2 separate regions of the Mus musculus genome follow, and region 2 is linked to region 1. Evidence: chromatin contacts called from public HiChIP or PLAC-seq data. All regions are on one chromosome and are shown on one strand. Each heading gives the region's core, a stretch centred on a gene start, on an enhancer-like site or on the middle of the called end of the contact. The rest is flanking DNA. Distances are from core to core; before and after follow the strand shown. Region 1 has its middle 23 kb from the start of Gm32485. Region 2 has its middle 89 kb from the start of Gm15418.

Evidence for each region. HiChIP or PLAC-seq counts read pairs in DNA pulled down with a chosen protein or histone mark.
Region 2: a contact with region 1 is called in an H3K4me3 HiChIP or PLAC-seq map of bone marrow-derived macrophages, with 5 times the contacts expected there. The contact joins two enhancer-like sites. A contact is called at or near these places in 2 of 115 datasets of contacts at active chromatin or transcription factors (bone marrow-derived macrophages and large pre-B cells).

What each region holds. Positions count from the first base shown.
Region 1 is chr8:10,791,367-10,798,764 of GRCm38.p6, forward strand. No RefSeq gene overlaps it. Among named protein-coding and RNA genes, the nearest start is that of Gm32485, 23 kb to the right of the region's middle. Within about 2 kb of position 3,090, at least 41 of the 459 cell types and tissues checked have an H3K27ac peak or open chromatin away from gene starts, as enhancers often do. A contact at or near this core is called in bone marrow-derived macrophages, where this site is marked.
Region 2 is chr8:11,094,740-11,102,100 of GRCm38.p6, forward strand. No RefSeq gene overlaps it. Among named protein-coding and RNA genes, the nearest start is that of Gm15418, 89 kb to the right of the region's middle. Within about 2 kb of position 3,917, at least 113 of the 459 cell types and tissues checked have an H3K27ac peak or open chromatin away from gene starts, as enhancers often do. A contact at or near this core is called in bone marrow-derived macrophages, where this site is marked.

The DNA of each region.
Region 1 (7,398 bases), core at 1,840-4,339:
TATATAGTATGGAATAGAGTTTATTTGGGGCATGGGGAGGGGAGTTGAGGGGTTAGTAGAGACAGAGAAAGGGAGAGAGAGAGAGAGAGGGAGAGGGAAAGGGAGAGGGAGAGGGAGAGGGAGAGGGAGAGGGAGAGGGAGAGGGAGAGGGAGAGGGAGAGGGAGAGGGAGAGGGAGAGGGAGAGGGAGAGGGAGAGAAGAGAAGAGAAGAGAAGAGAAGAGAAGAGAAGAGAAGAGAAGAGAAGTAGAGGCCGGCCATGAACACATGGAGAGAGATGGAAAAGGGGAATGGGGAGAGAAGGTACAGACAGGGAAGAGAAGGAAGGAGTAAGAAGAACAAGATCAAGAGAACAACGAGGGGTCAAGCAGCCCCTTTCATAATGAGTCAGGCACACCTGGATGTTGCCAGGTAACTGGGGGGGGGGGGGGGGAGTGGAGAGTAGAATAAAGGTCAACATCCAGAACCTGTGTTTGGACTTTGAGTGTTTTGGGGGGGGGGGAGTGAAGGGAGGGTAGCGCTGTGCATGTCAGGGTGAGCAGGGAGGGATCCCTCAGCAAACGGGATAGGAAAGCTTCAGCTGGCTCTTCTCCCTACCATGGAAGGAAACAGTGAGAAGACTGTACACAAACCACAAAATGATTCTCAGTGGACCCCACATCTGCTGGTGGCTCCCCAGCAGGCAGAACGAAGAGCGACATGTGCCTGCTAGCCTGTCAGGATTCTTCCTAACAGCAGGCCGAACTCATGAAGACAGCTCCTTTTGTAATATCACTTTCTATTTAGCATACCCTTTCCAAGCTTGTAAGAAACACTTTTTAAAAAATCTTTCTTTTAAAATGAACTTTTGCTTTCTAGTTCTCAGCTCATTTTTCTTTTGATACATGATGGCTTTTAATAAGTCTTTCCCTGTCCCCTTTCACTACATGAAAGCTTCTTTAAGTAGCCAGTTGGGGATGAGCCATAGTCCAGCTCATTCTAACTCAGTTATTGAACAGCCCAAGTTCCAAGATGCTACTCCTAGGGCACAATGTATCAGACAAGGGATGGGAACATAATACGTGTACCAAGGGGACACTCTTTGTCTATCAGTGGGTCACCAGTGTGAATGACCTCCTAGATCTGATCCTATTCTTTGCATGACACTCCATGAAGCTCTTTAAAAGAACATGCTCTTCAGGAGGACATGCAAATGATGCATGGGTTTGAGATGGATTTTCTGTGCATTCAACATGATTATCTAAGTGGTCTACAGCAATGAATTTTAAACACATTCTGTCTGCAGACATCAATAGATAAGTTTCAGTCTGGTGAGAACGGGGGGAGGCACAGTGAGAGGGAACATTATGGCCACCACACATGCCTCTCTTTCTGTCTGGACTCAGGGTGGAAGTCAACATGACAGTCACAGGGTTGCACAGGTAGCTCCGAGGGTAAAAGCACTCATTGAATAAGCTGGAGAAGCTGAGTTTGAATGCCCAGCACCAGCATAAAGGTAGGCATAGATTCATGTGTTACACCTCCAGCAATGGGAGGTAGAGATAAGAGGATCCTGGAAGTTCTCTGACTGCCCAGTTTCTGGTTCAGTGAGAGACTGTTTCAAGACACAAACGCAGAGAGAATGGAGGAAGACATCCAATGCTTTCCTCTGGCTCCACATGTATACATGCATACCTGCACACTCATGTGCATGTACCACACACACTCATATGCATGCACACTCACATGAATGTGTCACACACTCATATGCATGCACCATGCACACTCACATGCATGTACCACACACAATCACATGTATGCAACATGCACATATGCATGTACTATATACACTCACACACATGCACCACATGCACTCACATGCATGTACCATGTATACCTGCGTATAGCACATATACTCACATGCATGTACCACATACACTTACATGCATACACCATACACACTAACATGCATACACCACTCATATGTATGCACCATGCATACTCACATGTATGCATCACACACTCACATGCATGTACCATGCACACTCGCATGCATGTACCATGTATACATGTGTGTACCACACATACTCACATGCATGTACCACACACTCATATGCATGTACCAAATACACTTACATGCATATACCATACACACTAACATGCATATACCATACACACTAACATGCATATACCACACACATGCATGCACAATGCATACTCACATGCATGTACCATGCACATTCAAATACTCACTCATCCCAAAACAGAGGAAGAAACAAAAGAAGGAAAATGTGGCTGCCACAGACTGGCATCTTAAATCACAAATTTTCTTTTATTTTTTTCTTGTAAGTGTTTGTGCCTTCCTGAACTCTATACATCCAGCCTGTAAAGATGGATGCATCTAAAGAATATTGATGGTTTCCAGGGTGCACTCTGGGCAAGTGCTCCCTCTGTCCAGGCCATTGGACAGCAACCCTCACTCTACAGTGAGCAGACTGAAGCTGTTGCTCAGAGTTATTCTTTAAAGCCAGATGAGGATGGGGTAAGTGTGTGTGTGTGTGTGTGTGTGTGTGTGTGTGCGCGCGCGTGCGCGCGCTTCAGTCAGTAAAGTACATGCTATATAAGAATGAGGCCCTGAGCTCAGATTCCCAGTATCCATGTAAAAATGCTGCATACAATGAGCATACAGTCCATGCTTTGGGGAGGTAGAAACAGGAAGATCCCAAGATCAGCAAGTCAGCCTCATTAGTAAGGGAACTTAATTCAAAGATGAAGATGGAGAATAGTTGAGGAAGAAACCTGATATCAACCTCTGGCCTCCATACACGCACATATGCACACCTAAATGCACAAACATACACACACACATGTGCACGTACACACACATGCACACCTAAGTGCACACACACACACACACACACATACACACACCAGATGGGGAGTCAGGACCTAGACAGCAAAAAAAAATCTAACTGCACTCTTGCCCTGTGCATCACACACTCAAGTCTTTGCAGCAGGACTTCATCCTTTCAGACAAAATGGAACCTTCCTGAGCAGATCTCCCCGCTAATGGCGCTGACAGGCAGAGGCTGTCAGGCCACATTCCTACAGCTGTGGTGCATCGCTCCTTTCCAGAAACCTCACAATGCGCCTCATTTGTATTCTTCCTCTTTCTCAGGGAATGAAGTGGATTTCAATTTCTTTTCATTTATTTGAACTAAAGATTAGGTCTCTCGTTTGTTTTATTGCTTTCATTCTGAAGAGAAAGAGCGATGAATGCATCCATGAAATATTTCAGGGAAGAATAGAGCCGGGAATTCTCCATTAGCCCCATGCGGCCATTGTGTTTCCCCCTCTCAGCCGCAGGATTAAAGTTTGCTTCTATGGACATGAATGCTGCCATTTCCTTCTGAGAAATCACCCTTCTGTGTGTTTTTGTTCTGCTTTTTCAGTTCGGCTGACCTTGGATGCTGGGTGACTACACTTAGTAGAGTTACAAAATGCAAAATAAAAATAAAAAGACCATTCTGAAAGGGAAGTCTGGTTTTGGTGGCTGTTTTTTTTTTTTTTTTTTGAATATTCAAAACTATTCTGAGTCCTGTATGCATTGCAGACACATCCAACTCAGACCACTCTGAGTCTTACTGCTAAAAAAAAAAAAAAAAAATGTCCTTTGGGGAGCAGAGAGATGGCTCAGAGGATAAAGCCACTTGCCACCAAGCCTAATGACCTGAGTTTGCTCCCCAGAATTCACATGGTAGAAAGCACAAACTGACTCCTGCAGATTGTCTTCTGTCTGCCACCTGTGTGCCTTGGGGTGCAACAGCCCTTGGAATAAAATAAATAAATCTAATAAGATGTTTGAACAGCTCTTGAAATTCTATTTTCCTGTGTATTTATGTGTATATACTTACATACATATATACACACATACATGTGCACGTTCATGTTGGTGCACATGCATACAGGTGCAAATGCATATGTGTACAAATGGACATAGATGGTAGAGGTTGGCCATGAACAAATTTGGTGGAAATTCCTGACTCTTCCTGTGGGAACAGGCTGCTCAGAATGGCATGAATGTCTATTTGATGTTCTATTTTCATAGCCTTATGTGTCCCAGTATCTGTATTATTTTCATTCCTCTCAGCCCTTTTTGGAAGAATTTTAACAATGCACACAACTGAAAAAGAGTCAAAGATATCTTGAAACCAAAGATGTTTCCAGAAAATGTTCCCATGTTTAAAGTACAGTTCAAAATGGCTTGCTGTGGTCAGTGCTCAGTATCCCTTGAAGGAAGAAAGAAGACATTTTAACATGAGTTTCAAGTCACAATCTAAACTGAGACAAGTACCTTTTGGTAATTTTGGATCTACAACTTCTATCATGTCTAACATCTAAATGTCTCACTAAAATGGAATACCACCATCACCACTGTGTCTTCAGAGGCTCACATAGTATCATACTGAATGCAACAGTCACCACTGAGACTAGCTTGTTTCCCACATGTTGCCTCCAAACCACACAGCTAAGGTTACTATCAATTCCCTGAATGGCAAGACCAGGGAAGGAGCAGACCAGTAGTCCCAGAGGATGCCTCATTGGGGAAGTCAGCCACTCTCTTATAGTCCAAGAGATGAGGCAGTGCTCCATGATAAAAACCCAACAGACACTAAAAGATAAGTTCATGCTCAATAGAGTCAGGACAGTGCAAATGGTGTGTGTGTGTGTGTGTGTGTGTGTGTGTGTGTGTGTGTTAGAGAGTTGTCTCTAACATAAAAAGGACAACCAGAAACAGAACAGTCCTTGATGATATCCTGCTGTGACCAGTGCCCATATTTAAGGACACAGGTTCCAGAAGACCAATAGACAGAGAACTGTGCGATTTAGAACTGGAGACCTTTTAGAACCTCCTTGTGGTTCTTGAACCTCTAGATGTTAGAGACATATGATTTATTTCAAGCTCAAAAATACCCTTCAATGTGTCTAGAGATAGGATTTGACTCAGGCTAGGAAAGAACTGAGGGACACAAGTTAGCAGGGTATGATGCCCTATATGCCATAGAGCACAGTGCTCAGCAGCCTTCTAAGCAACAAGAAGAAAGTTGGGTTTTGATGGCTTTTTTTTAATATTCAAAAATATTTTGAGTCATGTATGCATTGCCTTCTTAGCCAAGACGTGGCATCCTGTGCTGGTTAAGATTCTAACTCATTTTACAGATGAACCCCTGAGCCATAGACAAAAGCCAGATGTGAGGTTTGTAAACTTAAGGAAGAAACACTGAAACAGTGGGGAGATTCCTGGAAGTGTGAGCAGGCTTTCTAAGCTGTCCACCATTGCTTACTTCATATGTCTAAATAAAACCCAAGGCTTGGAAAGGAACAGGCCCAAGGGACATCAGGAGATCCAGGACTATGATTTCTGCACCAGGTGAGATCTCTTTACCTGCTCCTTGATGCTTTTTTCCCCCTGTGGAAAGTCCTACTGTGGCTGAGTGGGTTTGCTTTTAAAATTAATTCATTAGTTCATTAAAACATCATTTTGGTGATAATGGATTGAGATGTTCTTAATAGACATCATTTCTGGTGTGTGGTGTTGCAGTAAAGTAGGAGCAGTGAGCATCTCTGAGCCTGATGAATTTGGCTGAGAATCAACGGGGGGGGGGGGGGGGGGAGAAGAAGGAAGGAAGGAAGAGAGACAGGAAGGAAGGAAGGAAGGGAGAGAGGGAGGGAGGGAGGAAGGAAGGAAGGAAGGAAGGAAGGAAGGAAGGAAGGAAGGAAGGGAGAGAGGGAGGGAGGAAGGAAGGAAGGAAGGAAGGAAAGAAAGGAAATAAAGAAAGAAAGAAAGAAAGAAAGAAAGAAAGGAAGGAAGGAAGGAAGGAAGGAAGGAAATAAGAAAGAAAGAAAGAAAGAAAGAAAGAAAGAAAGAAAGAAAGAAAGAAAGAAAGAAGGAAGGAAAGAAGGGAAGAAGGAAAGAAGGGAGGGAGGAAGGAAGGAAAAAGAAGGAAGGAAGGAAGAGAGAAAGGAAGGAAGGAAGGAAGGCAGGCAGGCAGGCAGGTGTAAAACAGGAAGACAGAAAGACAGAAAAGTCAAGTAAAAACTAAACACTCATCATCAGCTGCTCAGAAAAGCACAGCCTTGACTAAAGCTCAGCACCTTGTGTACTCTCCCAGAAACTGGATACATCTAGCAATGCAGGATTCTGCTAAGACCTTAGGTGGTAGCTGTCTACCTCACCGGATGGCTTAGGTGAAGTTCTGTTGATCTCTACAGATTGATCTCCTATGAACCAACCACAGGGTCTCTTCATTCACAGTTCTCAGTGTTGAGGTGACTAGAAATATATTCTTCTTTTTGATGATCCCAGCCCATCTCAGCTGCTCTCATTCAGGTCTATCCTAGCAGACATGTCTAGCTGAATGAAGAAGTCAGTCAGGGGCAGAGGAGATAGTTCCATTTGTAAAGCATGGGGACCTGAGATTTGCTCCTTGTTACACACATGTCAAAAGCCAGGCAGGGTGGTAGTAATATGTCTTTGTAATCCTGGTGATAGGGACTAGATGCAGGTTCATTCCTCAGATTCCATGGATGTCAATCTACAGGTAGCTGAGAGACTCAAATGTCTCAAAAATTAAGGCAGATGTCCCTTAAGGATTCCATTTAGCCTATAAACACCCACACACACACACATACATACACACACACACACACACACACACACACACGGGAGAGAGACAGAGAGATGGAGAGACAGAGGCAGAGACAGAGGCAAAGGCAGAGGCAGAGACAGAGACAGAGACAGAGACAGACAGAAAGAGTGTGTCTGGAGGATGGACAATATATTTTGTGAAGCCATTGCTAGGTTGACAAAAATAATCCCTGCTGCTTTTGAGACAGGGTCCTGGTATTGCTCTCAGAAACTTCTTTTGATTTCACCTACAGAGACAGGTCATGCTAGAACCCTGGGACCTATCATTTGATAACAGGGTCTATACAACACCATGACTGAATCTAGACAGGGGAAAGCACACTCTGTATGTTGCAAAGACATCTGTGGAGTGCCTCCCGCAGACAGGATGAGATTCGTGCAGTAGTTAAGTCTGGAGGGTGGAGGGCTACCTCTGCCCTCTCTGTATGCTTCAAGGACAGAACTGATGGGGACCAGCTTGGGACAGTCATCTTGATCAACTCATGCTCACAGGCCACAGGCTCCTCTATTCTCTTGTCTGTTCATCCAGGAAATACCACCCTGAACTCTCCAATGAAGCGTGCAGAGAGCCCAGAGGATTGGAAACTCTCTGTTGTGGCTTCTCTACATTCTTTTAGTCACTTTTTAACATACTTACCTCATTGTGGTCTTAAAATAAAACCACTAAGTGACTTGTCCATGAATACACACACCATGAGGCATCTTTATTCTT
Region 2 (7,361 bases), core at 2,667-5,166, 300 kb after region 1:
AGGAAAACCAAGGGCAGAAATAGAACAAAACCGGATTTGATAACACATCTAAGAGCTTGTTCTTTGAAAGAAAAAGAAAAAGGAACCAGAATGCGAAGCATCTGGCAGTAGCTTCCAGAAAAAAAAAACAAAAAACAAAACAACAACAACAACAACAACAACAAAACGAGAAAGCATGGTATACAAAATCAAGCCTGAGAACATGGTGGGTAGAAAATTAATAACATGGTAAGCATCCCATAATACACACGGCCAACTCTGTGATTATAACTTGGGGAAAATTACAGAAATGGGTACATTTGCTCTTAAGGCTAGAGGGTTAGGAATGGAGATTTTCCCCAAAAGTCCTACGGAGGAATAAGCCCATGGCCCACCATATAACAGAAGACATGAGACCTGTGGGGTGCTGCTTCCCAGAGAAGCCAGGCCTGGCATTTGGGGACTTTTGCCCTTTTTCTGCTAGCACACTGCACAGCTGCACTAGAGGGGAAGAAGTTACAGGAGACCTCTCCAATGCTCCCAAAAGCCCAGAACAGTTCTGAGCCCCAAGCCTGACAGAGGTGCTACAGAAAAGGGAGTGGGAGACTGTGAAAAGGCTTATTAAAATTCCAAATAAAACACCAGCGACTTCGGGCCAAGGCTGTACGAGAACGGCAGTAGCTCATATTCGAGGAAGACGAGTGTATTTTAATAGATCACATCAAGAGATTAAAAGAAGACCCAAGCTCTCAGCTAAGGAAGATGCCCATAAAAAGGCATCGAAACAACAACCAAGCAAAAGCAAGCTTCTTCTCGGCTTCACAGAAGAAAAAAATGCTTAAGTAGCTTGGATCAAAAAGCCAATTCTCTGCTATTCCCCATCTACAAACATTCTCAATCTTCAGGCTACATCACACTGACTTCAGAATTAACTAGGTATTTGTTTAAAATGCCGGTATAGATCGATCAGTCGTCTGGATCCAATAAGCCAGTGTGGGAAGTACCCAGGAGTTCAGTGCCTCAAACCACAGCATCTATTCTTGATGTCTGCCTTCAGACTTAGGAGAGGGGCTTCATCGAATCTTGATGGACTCACATACGGTCACAGCCTGAGCTGGCTGTGCCTGTATGAGGTGCTGTCCATGGCTCTGCTCCACACCCCTCCTGTATCTGAGTGCAGCACCTTTGCCTGGGCATCTTCTCACAGGGATATTAATCAACTCCAGACAAAAGTCAGTCCTTGCTTGTGCTGATGTTTTGCTGTTTATATCCCATTGTCCAAGAAAGGCAAAGTTTAGCCCCATGCTGAGGGAGGGGTGAAGCTCAGCTGATGGACCGTCTTGCTCAGACACTCATGTCCGTGGATGAGAAACAGGTATACAAACCTTCCACAGTTAACCCTTTAATGAAATCTTTACTTGGGAAAGAGAAGGTGGGGCAATGAAGGGCATTCTGGATTAGCCGTGGAAAAGAGACCTGCTAGACAGAGATGTAGACAGTGAACTTGGGACTCTAGACACAGGGAAAAGGTCAACACCCATAGCCTCCCTAGTCAAGGAGTTGCAAATGTTATGGAGCAGATTTCAGGAAATAGGAAGTTAGAGGAAGAGCTGTGAAGCACACGCCATCATCACACATTGGAAATGTTTTAGTGCACCAGGAGTATATGCTGGAGAACATCAGAAGTGATCGATCAAAAGGGGCGTCGGCAATATTGTGAAATGTGTTGGGACGCTGCTTACCTCTTTTCTCGTCTTTGAAAGACTTTGTAGTAGATCAGCCTTGAATATGACCTTGAACAAAAGAGACAAGGAAGACACAGTCCAACCAACAAGGACACAAAACCTGAGGGAGTCACCAAGGGATCCTCTAATCTTCAAGTGAACCATTCTAATTCAGACAAGGAATTATGAAGCCACCCTAGTCAATAATAGCTTAGGGACACCTAATACCCACAGATAAAAGGTACTCTCATGTTCTCCAGAAGACTCAGGGGAGTCATAAGGGTAGCTTTCACATGCATCTATGTTACCCACACCATCTGCCTATCATCTATCTGTCTGTCTATCTCTACATCAATATCTTTGAACATAATCATGCAGGTCTGTATCCATACGCTGTCTGCACACTTGCTTACTATCCACATATATGCCAGTCCTTATCAATGTGTTTATAATGGTTGAAAATCAAGGAGTCAACTGGGAGAAAGTCCAGTCTTGAAGATACAGTCTCATGTAATTCAAGTGGATAGTTGAATACCCAACTACTTGTATAGTTAAGGCTGATGATAGTCCTGGCTTGCATGGAACTAAGGGCAAGGCTCTGTAGTGAAGGGTTATAGCAGAGCCAAACCTAGCACTACTATTGAATTCTTATAGGATTAGCAGTACCAACAAGACTAGTGATATTCTGAGACTCACTTGTCTTCTGCCATTTGTACAGACAGCTTCCCATCATAACACTGAGAAGGCCAGGAGAAATCTGAGAAATGTGGGTTAAGAACATTTGAGTTAGACAGTATTTCCCAGAAAAACAGAAGCAATAGGATATAGTATGGGCATATGTGTGGGAGAATGGATGGACGGGTGGATGGATGGATGGGCAGGTGATGGGAAATCGATAACAAATAAGAGACATATTATAGATACTAGATAATTATGATAGAGAGATAATAAATGATAGATGAGAGATGTAATTGATAGATATATGATAGATAATAATAGGTAGGTAGATTGATTGATTGACAATAGATGTGATTGATATGTAGATAATAGGTATGTAGATTGATGATAGATATGACTGATACACAGATAATAGATAATAGGGAGATAATGGATAGATGATTTATTGATTGATTGATAGACAGATAATAGAAAGATAGGCAGATAGGTAGAAGAGAGAGATTATAGAGGCAAAGAGATGGAAAAAGGTATCTATGAGTCAGTCTGAAGCCTATGTTCTTCTTCCCAACCAAGAATCCTCACTGTTAATGCCAAGCCTTCTGACCATCCGATGGACTTCTCTGTGTGATAGAGGGTCCTCGGCTTTAGTCACAGATGCTGTAGTGTTGATGGTGGATGGTCACCACATCATAGCAGTGTCTACCCCACCACTCAAAGATGGTGATTGACAAGAGCCTGGCATACACACATTGAAACAGCTCATAAGTCACATGGGCTTTGAACCTAGGCAGACGTGGGATGCCTCTGCTAAGCAGGCTGGGCCAGGATTAGCCTTCCACTTCACTTCCCTCCTCTCTAGCATGGGAAGAATAAAAAACCCACAAAGAACAGCTGCTGAAGGAGTTACGTGTGCACTCAGAGACCACAGGATCTTGTTACCACCCCTTTGAGCACAGGAGGTGGCAAAGCAGAGAAAATTGGGTGAGCCTGAGAGTCAGGAGAAGGCTCTGAGAGCCAGAACAGAGTTCTGGGGGATGACCCTTTCTTCAAAGCAAGGAGCCCTGGGCTGGATGATGAGACTATCATAGAGCGGCCCCTCTGGGACCTGTCCTAGTTTGACACAATTCCACAGACTACAAGTACCTGATTACAATCAGGAATAGCCACCTCTGCCTGTTTGCTAAGGACAGCACCTCCCCTGGGTGTCTCCATCCTCACAAACAGCTCTGAGGTCACTATCTCCTTCCAGCACACTGCTGACTCTAAAGGGTGCCATTCAAACTCCTTCCTTTCTAGGAACCAGCTGATGACTTGAAGCAGGGTTTTTCCCAAGCCCACGAGCTGGTCCTGTTCTGCTGCCCACCCCCCGAGCACATGCCTTCAGCAGAATCCACAGAGCAGAGAAACAATAAAACCCGGTGCTTTTACTCCTGAGAGTAAATCACGAGACACAGAGCAGGTACAAATGTCCCTGTGACCTACAGCTCTGACGTGCGTAAGGCTGAGGTCACAGCTGACTGGTTGCCAGAGGTTCCTTGGTGACTGCAGAGATCCCGTGTCATTGCTTTGCTGTTATGTAACAGCCGTGACTTGAAGGGCTGCCTGTGCTCATGTGAGGACAGCCACCGTCTTCCAGCACCAGCGCTGGGTCACAAGACACAGACCTCCGTGTGTTGATTTCACATGAGGTCATCTGCCAATTTGACCCATGACAGAAATGAAATCCGGCTTTCCTGGGGGACCTCATTTATCACCCTACCTTTAGCTCTCTGGCTGTTTCATTTGATTACAGAGTAACTGAACCCCTAATAATATCATCAACCAACCACATAAAAAGGGGCAGCCATGAGTCTACGGGGCAGCTCAGGGCCTCATGGTTCCTTCCTCTTCTTGTTAGCTGAAAATAATTCTTGAAGGGGGAAGAAAAACATTTCAAAAAGAACTTTTCTTTTCCCAGAGATTTGAAGCAGGATGTTATTATGTGTCTTCTATTACATTAGGAAACTTTATTAAAACCATCTTTCTCTAGCCTTTTAAATCTGAGGCATGCAGCACACTTGGCAAGCGCACAAATACCTCCATAATGACGAACAGAAATATATATGTGTTTGTAACAGGCACACCATTGTTCTTATAAAATATGGCCCCCTTTCTATACTTTTTCCCTCCTGGCATTTTGGGAAAATAAGCCTTAGATCATTTTGAGATTTATCACCAAACACTTGGAATTCATGAAGCGAAATTGGGGCACAGGTTTCCCTTTCGGCTTCCAGTCTCCGTTGTTCGGTTCACATTGCTTAACTGAAGCCCACATTTGCCAGCCGGGTGCTCCAACAGGACTAGAAATTATTGAGTTTATCAAGTGTGATTTCAGACTGCGTAACATGCTTTGATGGGCTCTCATGGGTGCTACAGCAAGCCAGGCATGCTGTAGGCTCCGTGATCTCACAGAAAAGTTATCTTTTTTTTCCCTCAGCACTTGATCATTTACTGTGCTTTCAATGAGCTCCCAGCATGCCGAGCATCAGCCTCCTGTGAGTGTATCCGCCATCTGCTGCCCCAGCAATGCTAAGTAACAAACAGGAATGTTCAGTTAAACAAAGTGTCCACTGCATCCCCACTTCTGGGTTCCTGCTGATCTGAGTTCTTGCTAGTCAGTGCAGACTGACTAGATGGCTCCGCAGGTTTAGCTGTATTTCCTTGCAAATGAGGGTTTTCAGAGCCATTGCTTGCCTCCAGGGACCTCAGAGAAGAGGATTGAGGCTCAACTTTACTCCACCTGCCTTTCCATTGCTCAGATAAGTTTGTGTGACCAGACAGAGCATCAGAACAAGGAAATGGCAGCACACACAGGTACCTGCTGGTCTCTCTGGCCTTGGAGATGCTGCTACTCACTGGCTACAGTCAGTCACCTGGCTAAAGTCAGAGAGGGAGAGGGTCATAGGTGGATGGGAAAAGGTTTGGCAAGGAGGCAAGTGAATAGGTGGAGAGCTGTGTGTGTCTACTACATAAGTATGCTCCTGAAGGTGTGCACTGGAGAACAGTGGGGTGCGAGCCCAGAGGAAGAGAAGTGTTATGGCCTGTGTGTCTAGGAATGTTCCCTGGTGGAGGTCACAAAACCAGATGCACATTAAGACATGCAACATCCCAAGTAATTGCTGCCACACTGTAGCAGTGACCACTGACGCCCAAGGACTGGGGCTTCGTGTCTGCTCCTACCTGGTGTCTCTGCTTCCTTCTTCCTATTGCTTATCATGCTCTGTACCCCTCAAGAGGAGTTAGTTACCACCACCACCACCACCATGACCACCTCCACCTCCCACTTGTGTCCCTCCTCCTCCTCCTGTGTGCCCAAACACAGCCAGGGCTAACTCATTTCTTCAATACATTGTGCAATTCCAAAGTAGCACTTAGTAAGTGGAAAGGATTTCAGCAAGCACTTCCTCTAATACAGAAATTCCGAAGCCCTCTAAGAAGTGAATTCCACCTAGTTTTTGGGGATAACTGGTCACCCCAGTGCGTGTCCTGGCTTGTCTGAGAACCAGTTACCAGACCCACTTTCTGTTCTCTCTAAACCTAAAAATAAAGGGGCAATTAAATAAGTTTGCCATCAATAGCAACTGAGATGCCTATGTTATTAGTTTCCATCCGGTATCTACCAGACACCCATTTAGGGCTGAGCACTCTACAACCTCTAATTCTTTGCACACTAACCAGTTTTAGGAGATCTTTGTGATAACTACCATCTACTACAAGAAGGAGGAGCTTCTCTGATGAATACTAACAGATGCTCTCTGATCTATGGATGTAGCAATAAGTCATTAAGAGTCAAGGCTAGAAATTGGCACAGATGTTTGGGGGAAGAGGTCCCAGGTTCTTGACTCCAGGTTACCTCCTTCCGTATTCCCAGTCTCACCTGTCTAGGAACACTCACTGGCCTTTCCAGAAAATCCACTTGCCTCCAGGTTGCCCAGCAAAAGCAACTCTGCTACAGCCCAGAACCACAGGACCAGCCAGCACAGTGCCAGCATCAAGGTCTTTTCAGACTGCATGAACAAAGCACCAAGTTTCAAAGGCTTGCAAGCTAAGAAAATTACAAAGTAGCCATGGGGACCCCTCTCTTCCACCAAACTGAGGTATTCACATCCAATGGGCTTCTGAACCACCCACTTACTGCTTCACAGAGCATCACCTTCTTCAGTGTCTTCCCGTTGGGGCAGCTGGCCCCTGTATGTTCTAATAAAGACACTGAATTCACAATCAGGTCCTGATCACCCCCCACCCATCACACCTCTCAATGCTATCACACTGGGTTTGGGCTGTCCCATGGCAATTATGGAAAGATGCTGACATTTAGACCTAGGCAGAGATAATTGACAGGTAGGTGGTAGATCAATAGATATATAGATAGATGACAATAAAGGATATGTGCATAAATAGATAGTAAATTGATAGATTACAGATGGTAGACAGATTGAAGAAATATAGGTAGATAATATTTAGATAAATGATAGCTATAGACTGATAGATGATAAGTAGGTGACATTTATAATAAATTGAAGAAAGGCAGAAAAATAAATTATAGATAATATTTATAGGCAGCAGATAGAATAGTGATTGATAGATAAATGGAAGAAAGGAAGGAATAGAGGGAGAAAGAAAGGGAGGGAGGGAGGAGAATGAGCCTAGAGGGAAGTGTCTGGGGTGTACTGTTGTTACTGTTACTACTGTGGCTACTGTTGCTACTGTTGTTACTATTGCTACTGTTGCTAGTGTTGTTACTATTGCTTACTGTTGCTACTGGTGTTGCTGTTTCTGGTGAGCAGAAAATTTTTTGTTTGTTTTTTGTTTTTTGGTTTTGTTTTGTTTTGTTTTGTTTTTTTTGAGACAGGGTTTCTCTGTGTAGCCCTGGCTGTCCTGGAACTCACTCTGTAGACCAGGCTGGCCTTGAACTCAGAAATCTGCCAGCCTTTGCCTCCC